Linked DNA regions of Oryctolagus cuniculus: region 1 is linked to region 2. A link is a contact called in public Micro-C data. All regions are on one chromosome and are shown on one strand. The core of a region is the stretch at or near the end of the contact, and the rest is flanking DNA. Distances in the headings are between cores, read along the strand shown. Region 1 holds the start of CYP1B1 (cytochrome P450 family 1 subfamily B member 1). Region 2 has its middle 100 kb from the start of CYP1B1.

Evidence for each region. Hi-C and Micro-C count contacts between places; a contact is called where the count stands out from the background.
Region 1: a Micro-C map of ear pinna shows a contact between it and region 2, with 2.3 times the contacts expected there. The contact joins the promoter of CYP1B1 here to the enhancer-like site in region 2. A contact is called at or near these places in 2 of 6 Hi-C or Micro-C datasets (ear pinna and psoas muscle).

The regions. Positions count from the first base shown.
Region 1 is chr2:164,714,067-164,718,794 of mOryCun1.1, forward strand. It overlaps CYP1B1 (cytochrome P450 family 1 subfamily B member 1), which reads left to right and starts at 1,745. Exons shown (of 3, transcript XM_002709757.5): 1 at 1,745-2,130; 2 at 2,522-3,562. The coding sequence starts at 2,523.
Region 2 is chr2:164,612,740-164,617,441 of mOryCun1.1, forward strand. No RefSeq gene overlaps it. Among named protein-coding and RNA genes, the nearest start is that of CYP1B1, 100 kb to the right of the region's middle. Within about 2 kb of position 1,337, at least 1 of the 8 cell types and tissues checked has an H3K27ac peak or open chromatin away from gene starts, as enhancers often do. A contact at or near this core is called in ear pinna, where this site is marked.

The DNA of each region.
Region 1 (4,728 bases), core at 495-2,994, 100 kb after region 2:
GCCCGCAGTTTTGGCTTGCTGTAACCGTCAAGGGCCTGTCTTTCTGACAGCCTGCGCCCAACTGGTTCCTCTTCATTTTCGGGCGTGTCTGGGAACAAAAAGCCCAGCGCAAGAAGCATAGCTTGGAGGCTGCAGCTGGGCTACCTGCTGTTTATTTCCTCCGGCACGAACGAGCGAGCGTGAGAGCTCTGGCTCCACCTCTTGAGAGCTGCGTGACGAGGACTCAGCCACATACCTTCTCTGAACCCGGGTTTCCTAGCTGTAAACGGGGCCATAATAAATGGCCTGGGTTCGGAGCACGGGTGGAGTTCAAAGTAGAGGGTTGTTCCGTCGTTAACAAGCAACTTTTACATTTACCCTCGATGACCCCAGAAGCCTGCAGGTGCGAGCACTTGCGACCAGGCTAATCGAATGCCTCCCGCCTCTTTCCCTGCTCCCCCTTGCCCCCAGCCTCGCGGAGATCACCGATTTTTCAGGGGTCTTGCAAATGCGGTGCTAAGCACCAGCCGAAAAGAGAGGGCACGGCGGGCAGGAAGACAACCGTGTGCCAAGCGCCCCTGGCGTCCCTTTGGGAAGGAAGCGCCCCGCCCCGAGCGCACGCACTCCGCGAACGCGCAGAGAGAGCCCTGCGTGCGGAGGGTGCACCGTGCGCTCCCCGCCCGGCCAGCTGGTGGGAGCCGGGGGCTCGCTTCGCGGGCCGGCCGGGCGCGGCAGTGCGTGCGCCGACTAGGGCGGTGGCGGCCGGCACCCCGCCCTCGGCCGCCGTCCCAGTCGCCGCCTCGGCGTGTCAGGTGCCGTGAGAAGCGCCCAGGGATATGACTGCTGCCGACTTCCCAGAAGCGGCGCACGCAAGGCACAGCTCCGCACGCAAAGGGGAGGTGACAGCAGGGGAAACTTTTCAACCCGATCAAGTTCGCAGGCGCACGGAGGCTGGCCTCCGCCTCCCACCCGCCGCCCTCCCTCCCGTCCCCTCACCCTCATTCTCCTATTCGCCCCAGTTTGGCTCCCCGCCCTGCGCCGACAGCCTCGCGGCGGGCGGCGCCATCTGGAGTCGCAGCCCCGCGGGCGGGAAACGTCAGGACCCGCTCGCGCCGGGAGGGTGCTGGCCCCGGGGCGGGAAGCGGCTCTACTTTAGGGGAGTCCTGATCTCGTTGCCAGAGGTGCAGAGAGAACCTTGCAAGTCACAGGGCCACGAGTAGGGGTGCCGATTTGTTTGCGAAAACCTAAATAAAGTAAAATAAAAAGGGGCTCTGCGCGGCTAGGCACCATCACCACCACGCAAGCTTTCCTCATTTGCACACCGCAGGTTTCCGTTCCCGGCTCGGGAGCCCAAGCAACGTGCGCCGCTTTCTCGCGGGCAACGAAGCTCAAGTCTCTGGGAGGGAAGGGAGATAGTGGGCGGCGGCGCGGGGGCCGATTCCCACCCCGAGCGCCGCTGCAGGGCCAGCTTCTGTCCCCAGCGGGGCTCTGGGGCAAAACGTGGGGCCTCGGGGCCGGGGGGGGTGGGGGAGGACTGATTAAGAGTCATTGTTGGCCCAGCGAAGAGTTCACACCGCCGCTTCCAGGAAAGCCGCCAGCTACGGCGCCAAGGTCTTCGGGGGCGCCTCGTGGGACCACCGGAGTCGGAGTCGCAGCGGCGGGGACTTTGGCAGCGCGGCCCGCCCCCCGCTGGCCCCGCCCCGGCCAGGTCCTGCTTCCTCCTCCTCCGTGCAGTCCTTAAAGCCCGGAGCAGCGGATGGCGCGTGCCGAGTCTCCGGAGCGCGCGCAAACACCCCCGCGACACCAGCTGTGGGAGCCGCGCAGCGGATGAGAGCGCTGGGAACTGACTCCACTCATCGACCCCCAGTCTCAATCCCAACGCTCTGAGGAAAGCCCGACGTTGCCCGAGCCCCAGGTGCAGAGGGACTCTGCAAAGGAGGCACCTTTTTCCGTCCCCATCCCTAGCCAAGCGTTCTTGCCTCTGCCGACTCCAGAGTGGGTGTTAAGGCTCCCGGAGCGGGCAGCAGGTGTCCAGGGCTGGCCTCCAGGGTTCCTGGAGACTCTCGGGTGGACGTCTTGCCCTCGGCAAAGGTCCCAGCCCTTTCTCGGAGCCGGCTGTCCCGCGCCGCAGGAAACCGCACCTTCCCGCAGGTCAGTCTGTCCGCGGAACCGCCTTCCCACGGCCTCCGCAGATGGGTTCTTGCAGGTCACAGGTGGGGCGGTAGGCACTTTGAAAGACACCCAGCGCTACCGCCTCAAGGCCTCTGGCGTTGTCCCTGAATCGCAGGAACCGTTAGGAGGCGGGTGGGGTGGAGGTAGGAGGGGGGGCTGGAGCTGGGTCGCGGAGTGGCCAAAACACGCTCCTTCCCATCCCCTTGGGAGACTGGAGATGGGAAAGGGCGGCTTCTGTCACCCCTTTAGAGAGCCCTGCCCTGCGCAGCTCTCCTTTCCACCCGGGGACGCACAGTAGCGGAGGCTGCGGAAGGGGCTGGGGCCTTTCTCTGCACACCTGAGTGTCACCTCTTCGTCTTTGTGTCCCCAGCATGGTCACCAGCCTCAGCCCGGACGCGCCTCGGCTGCTGAACTCGCTGTCCTCCCAGCAGACCATGCTCCTGTTAGTCTTGTCGGTGCTGGCCGCCGTGCACGTGGGCCAGTGGCTGCTGAGGCAGCGACGGCGACAGCCCCTGTCGGCGCCCCCCGGCCCCTTCCAGTGGCCCCTGATCGGAAACGCGGCGGCGGTGGGCCGGGCGGCGCACCTCTCCTTCGCGCGCTTGGCCCGGCGCTACGGCGACGTCTTCCAGATCCGCCTGGGCAGCTGCCCGGTGGTGGTGCTGAACGGCGAGCGCGCCATCCACCAGGCCTTGGTGCAGCAGGGCGCCACCTTCGCCGACCGGCCGCCCTTCGCTTCCTTCCGCGTGGTGTCCGGCGGCCGCAGCCTGGCCTTCGGCCACTACTCGGAGCACTGGAAGGTGCAGCGGCGGGCGGCGCACGGCACCATGCGTGCCTTCTCCACCCGCCAGCCGCGCAGCCGCAGCATCCTCGAGGGCCACGTGCTGGGCGAGGCGCGCGAGTTGGTGGCGCTGCTGGTGCGCGGCAGCGCGGGCGGCGCCTTCCTCGACCCGAGGCAGCCGACCATCGTGGCCGTGGCCAACGTCATGAGCGCCGTGTGCTTCGGCTGCCGCTACAGCCACGACGACGCCGAGTTCCTGGAGCTGCTCAGCCACAACGAGGAGTTCGGGCGCACGGTGGGCGCGGGCAGCCTGGTGGACGTGCTGCCCTGGCTGCAGCGCTTCCCCAACCCGCTGCGCACCACCTTCCGCCAGTTCGAGCGGGTCAACCGCAACTTCAGCAACTTCATCCTCGACAAGTTCCTGCGGCACCGCGAAAGCCTCCGGCCCGGCGCCGCCCCGCGCGACATGATGGATGCCTTCATCCTCTCGGCGGGAAAAGCTGCGGGGGACTCAGGCGAAGGGGGCGCGCGGCTCGACTTGGAGAGCGTGCCCGCCACGGTCACGGACATCTTCGGCGCCAGCCAGGACACGCTCTCCACCGCGCTCCAGTGGCTGCTCCTCATCCTCACCAGGTAAAGCCTCCAGGAGGCATGGGTCGGGCCTTCCATTTGTCCTCCGAAATTGACTGATTGGGGCTTGAAAATGCGTAGGGCGCTAGGGTTTAGACCTTCGCTCCGGGTCCCTGCCGGGCAACCCTGATTGCGTGCCCAGGAGCGCACAGTGCGGGCCCGGACAGGCGCGCGCACAGGCGCGCACCCCTCCCCGCGCGGCCTGGCCCTCCCCATCTCTGATCTTGTCCCACCTGGCTTACGTCTCCCTCTTGTGAGTAGGAACACATTTGAGAGAACGCCCGCCCCCAACCCCCCGGAACAGCAACGTATTTAGAGGGCCGGTAGATAGCTGTCTTTCCCTGGCGCAATAATAGCAAAGCTGGAACAGTTCCGAAGGACAGGGAAGCGCAGTAAAAATGTTAAATAAACACAGCAGTAGCCTAATCGGCTCGCGTAGTCCTTGGCGCGCAGCGGAGGCCGCCCAGCCCTCCGCGCTTTAGAGCGAGCGGCGGCTCGGGACTTTGTTCCCGGGTAAGGGAAAGGCCCGCCCGCGGGCGGGTACCCGGCGCTGGAGCTGTCGGAAGGCGGCCAGGAAGCAGCCGGCAGTGACCGCAGGAGAAACAGACACTTTCGCCGAGAGCAGAGCAGCGTCGAGAAAGAACGCGGGGTGTCCAGAGGGCTCCTGCGGACGTCGCTGGCATCTGCCCCAGCCTTGGTGAGCGGGCCCCAGTGCCCACCTTGATAAAGGCTCCACCACCCTCCGATGCGCACGAATTAAACTGGCCCTGGTGTCGGGTTGCCAGATTGAGCAATTAAAAAAAATCAATTTTACATGGGGCATCCTTACCCTAAAGGATGGCCCACTGCTGATCCGAAATTCCTATTCAAGTGGACGGCCTCAGTTTGACCCGGAAACCTTATCCCAGCGGGCAAATGTCGCGCTCCAGGCAAATCTCCGTGGCTCCAGGGACCAGATATGCTGGTTGTGCCAATTCTTGGCGCACGTGGAGGCCCCCGGGCACGCTGCAGATGCTGGCGCCTCGGTATGTGGAAGGCAGAGGCAGCTGCTTTCCCTGACCGGACTTCACGGCAACCTGAATTTCTTTAGATATTGTACAGCTGTCGTCTCGTTAACATAGGTCCTCTAACATGGCTTGTGAAGATGGTGGAACACGTCTTTGGAGGAG
Region 2 (4,702 bases), core at 87-2,586:
CCCATACCGTCCCTCCCACCAACAACCCTCCCCTTTCCCACTCCCTCTCCCCTTCCATTCACATCAAGATTCATTTTCGATTATCTTAATATACAGAAGATCAGCTTAGTATACCTTAAGTAAGTATTTCAACAGTTTGCTCCCACACAGAAACATAAAGTGAAAAATAATAGATGATTTTTTTAAAATGATGATGAAATCAGATCAGACCTATTGTCATGTTTAATCCCAGTGAGAGTCAAGTTGGGAATTGAAAATTTCTTTCTTTTTTTTTTTTTTTTTTTTTTTTTTTTTTACAGAAGATCAGTTTAGTGTACATTAAGTAAAGATTTCAGTCGTTTGCACCCCCATAGAAACACAAAGTGAAATATACTGTTTGAGTACTCGTTATAGCATTAAGCCTCAGTGTACAGCACGTTAAGGACCGAGATCCTACATGAGGAGTAAGTGCACAGTGACTCCTGTTGTTGACTTTACCAATTGACACTCCTGTTTATGGCATCAGTAATCTCCCTATGCACCAGTTATGAGTTTCCAAGGCTATGGAAGCCCCTTGAGTTCTCCGACTCTTATCTTGTTTAGACACGGTCATAGTCAAAGTGGAGGTTCTCTCCTCCCTTCAGAGAAAGGCACCTCCCTCTTTGAAGACCTGTTCTTTCCACTGGGATCTCACTCACAGAGATCTTTTTGCCAGAGTGTCTTGGCTTTCCATGCCTGAAATACTCTCATGGGCTTTTCAGCCAGATCCGAGTGCCTTTAGGGCTGATTCTGAGGCCAGAGTGCTATTTAGGACATCCGCCATTCTATGAGTCTGCTGAGTATCTCACTTCCCATGTTGGATCACTCTCCCCTTTATTTATTCTATCGGTTGGTGTTAGCAGATACTAGACTTGTTTATGTGCTCCCTTTGACTCTTAGTCCTTTCATTATGATCAATTGTGAACTGAAATTGATCACTTGGAGTAGTGAGATGGCATTGGCACATGCCACCTTGACTTTTCCATGAACTTTTGCAAGATCTCCTGGATGTATGGATTTCAAAAAATTTTTTATACCCAAATAAACTTATCTTTTAAAGAAAAACCATTTATTTATTTTGTTTGTTTATTTATTTAAATTTATTTGAAAGGCAGAGAGAGAGAGAGAGAGAACCTTCATCTGCTGCTTTGCTCTCCAAATGCCTACAACAACCGAGACAGGTCAAAGTTAGGGGTCTGCAATTCCACTGGGTCTCACCCGTAGGTGTCAGAACTGAAGCACTTGAGCTGTGATCTGCTGCCTCGCAGGGAGGCCATGCAGGCAGCTGGGTTGGAAGCCAAGGCAGGACCCCATCCAGGACACTCTGATGCGGGACACAGACACCCCACGGGGTAGCTTAGCTTGCTGTAGCACCTTGCCTTCAGCTAAACGTAGCTTTTTCATTTCCACTTTTCCATGAACGTTCTGGACTACTCTCAGACACTTTCACTTGAATTGTTGATCACTAATACGAGGTGCACTTTCCGAGTGTGCCCCCCTCCAAGGGCTGTGGTCTCTGCATCTCCCTCTCCTTGCTCCCACAGAATTTGCTGGTGGAATTTCAGATCTTCCACGGGGCTCTCAGAGACAGGGAAGGAAAACCAGGCTTTGCAGCCAGAAAGCCAGGGCTTTTTGAACGACCAAATTGTTCACAGCTGTTTGTTTACTGGGTTAGACCGCTTGGCCTCTCCCAGCTTTGCATGTAATTACCTTGGCTGCGTGTGTTGGAGAATTTGTCTGTACGGCAGCGTGGCTCTTGAAATCAGCGATGGATTTCTGTGCGCATCGCAATGCATTTTTCGTCGGTGTTCCGCAGTCTCTGGAGCAACGTGCGGGGCGTCTGTTTTCTGCGTGGTGCCAAAGTTGTGAAGATGTGAGCTCCTCCTTCTGTTCGGCTATGAAACCGCTGGCAGTGCGTGGGCGGCTGTGGGGGCTAGGGGGTCGGGTCACGGTCTCAAGCTGGTAGGCTTTGGGACTGTGCTAGTTTGCAAATGGAAAATCCTCCAATCTGGGAAAGCCCCTCAGTCCTGAGTAACCGGGTGGTTGGCACCCTGCAGGGGGTATGGGAGCTGCTGGTGGGCAAAGAACAAACATGGAGGAGAAAAGAAGCAGATGCAAAGCGCTAATCCCGAGAAGGAAGTGCAATGCTGTAGGCACTGCCCTGGAGCCAGCCGCGAGCCCCCTGCTGTCCTCCGGGCCCAGGGCCCCGGGCAGGGCGGTGCAGTCGGGTGCTTAGCAGCGGGGTCTCTGCAGCCCTCTGGCTCGCTGTGTGACGGGAACACTGCCTACTCCCAGAAATTCCAGGAACACTCAGCCTATTTTTTTCCCAGAGACCCTGACTACAACTATGCAGAGCAACCTAATGCCTTCGGTGGGGGTGCTCCAGAGATGCTCACGGAGGGTGGAATTAAAACGTAAGTTTATTGTGGTTTAGAAAAATTTCGAAATCTGCACATATGAGACATCTTCAAAAAGTCTGTGGAAAATGCATATCATGACAAAGCTGTGCATGAGTTTCAAAAATGTTTTTACATCAAAATAACCTTACCTTTAAAACATTATTTATTTACCTGAGAGAGAGAGAGGAAAGAGAGAGAGTGAGAGAGAGAGAGAGAGACTCCCAGTCATTGACTCATTCCCTACACACCTGCAAGGGCTGGGGCTGAGTCACGTGGTGGAAGCAGGGATCCAGGAGCTGAGTCCAGGTCCTCCGTGTGGGCAGCAAGGACCCAACTCCTTGATCCGTCTCTTGCTGCCTCCGAGGGTCTCATCACCAGTGCTGGAACTGCTCACCAGAGCTGGGCACTGAACTCAAGTGCTGTGGGAGGGTATGCAGTTGTCTCAATTGCTATGCCAGACACCTGCCCCTTAACCTTATCTTCTAAGTCCATTTTCCCACAGACTTTTTGAAGAACGCTTACATGAAGAAAATCAGTAGGAATTCCTACCCTAAGTATCGCCTTTTCTGGCTCTGTCACAAAACAGTCCCCAAGCAGCAGTGGCCGCAGGAGCAACACTGCTTCACGACAATGTGAGACGTGTAGGCTGTAATTCCTGATACTATTCTTAAAGCAATCAGAATTTCTGGGCCATTAGTTGGATTCCAGTGTTCGGGCAGGAAAAAGGAGGGCTTGGGACATCTTGTTGCTGTAGCCTGAAAACAAAGAACTTTCCAGAAGCCGAGAGGTGGTGCTTCTGGGAGCTTCCATGAGCCCCATTGTGCAAATGTGAACATCAAATGCTAAGACCAATGTGGCTAATTGATACAAATTGAGTTTGTGAAAAGCTATGAGCTCATAAGAATACTTTCAGGAGAAAGGTGCAGATGAATATAGTTAGAACCCAAAAGAAGGAGGAGTATGATAGAAAAGTATAGTGTCGGAGAGTGCTTCATTAGTGTGTGGAAGCTGGAACAAAAGCTTATTGTGGTGCAAAAAGTTTCTGAAAACCATGCACAGTTTTTTCATAATCAACTTTTTTTTAAAGATTCATTTTTTATTTGAAAGTCAGAGTTACATAGAGAGAGAAGGAGAGGCAGAGAGAGAGAGGTCTTCCATTTGCTGGTTCACTCCCCAATTGGCTGCAACGGTCAGAACTGTGCCCATCTGAAGCCAGGAGCCAGGAGCTTCTTCCGGGTCTCCCACGCGGGTGCAGGGGCCCAAGGACTTGGGCCATCTTCTACTGCTTTCCCAGGCCACAGTAGAGAGCTGGATGGGAAGTGGAGCAGCTGGGACTTGAATCGGTGCCTATATGGGAGGCGGGCACTGCAGACGGTGGCTTTACTTGCCATGTCACAGCACTGGCCCCTAAAATAAACTTTTTCATGAACTTTTTGAGGACATCTCATTTGCATGGGTTTCAAAATGCTTTTGCATCACAATTATCTTTTTAAAAATAGTTGATTTTGGGGGCCTGCATTGTGGTAGAGTGGGTACAGCTGTCTGAGATGCTGGCATCCCGTAAGGGTGCTGGTTTGAGTCCCAGCTACTCCATTTCATATCTAGCTCCCTGCTATGGCCTGGGAAGGACAACGGAAGATGACCCTTGTGCTTGGGTCCCTGCACCCATGTGGGAGACCCAGATGAAGCTCCTGGCTTCGGCCTGGCCCAGCACTGGCTGTCGCGATCATCTAGGGAAGAGAGAGAGAGAGAGAGAGAGAAAGATGTTCCACCTGCTGGTTCACTCTTCAAATGCCTGCAACAAGCAGGGCTCGGCCAGACTAAAGCCTGAAGCCTGGAACTCATTCTGGGTCTTGCACATGGGTCGCAGGGGCACAAGTACCTGAACCATCATCTTCCATCTCCCAGGATGCATTCGTAGAAGCCAGATCAGAAGTAGCTGGAACTGAAGTAGCAGTCCAATATGGGACGCAGACATCGCAAGCAGCGGGCCTCCCCTGTGCACCCTAACGCTCCCCACCACAATTACCTGTTAATTCCACTTTCCGTGAACTTTTATGTTTACCCCATCCATGTAGATATTATGTACTTAATATTAAGAACATGTCTGTTTTAAAGTGCTATTTATATTTATTTTTCTCTGTACAAGCAGGAGAGAAGAAACTCAGGGGCCTGTTGGAGTTAGCACAGTTGATGAAATAGGATCTGTTTCAAGGGCAGAAAGGTTGCATCAGCATCTGCGGTCATGGTTACCAATCAGGGGAGAAGGGGACCCAAGACTTAGC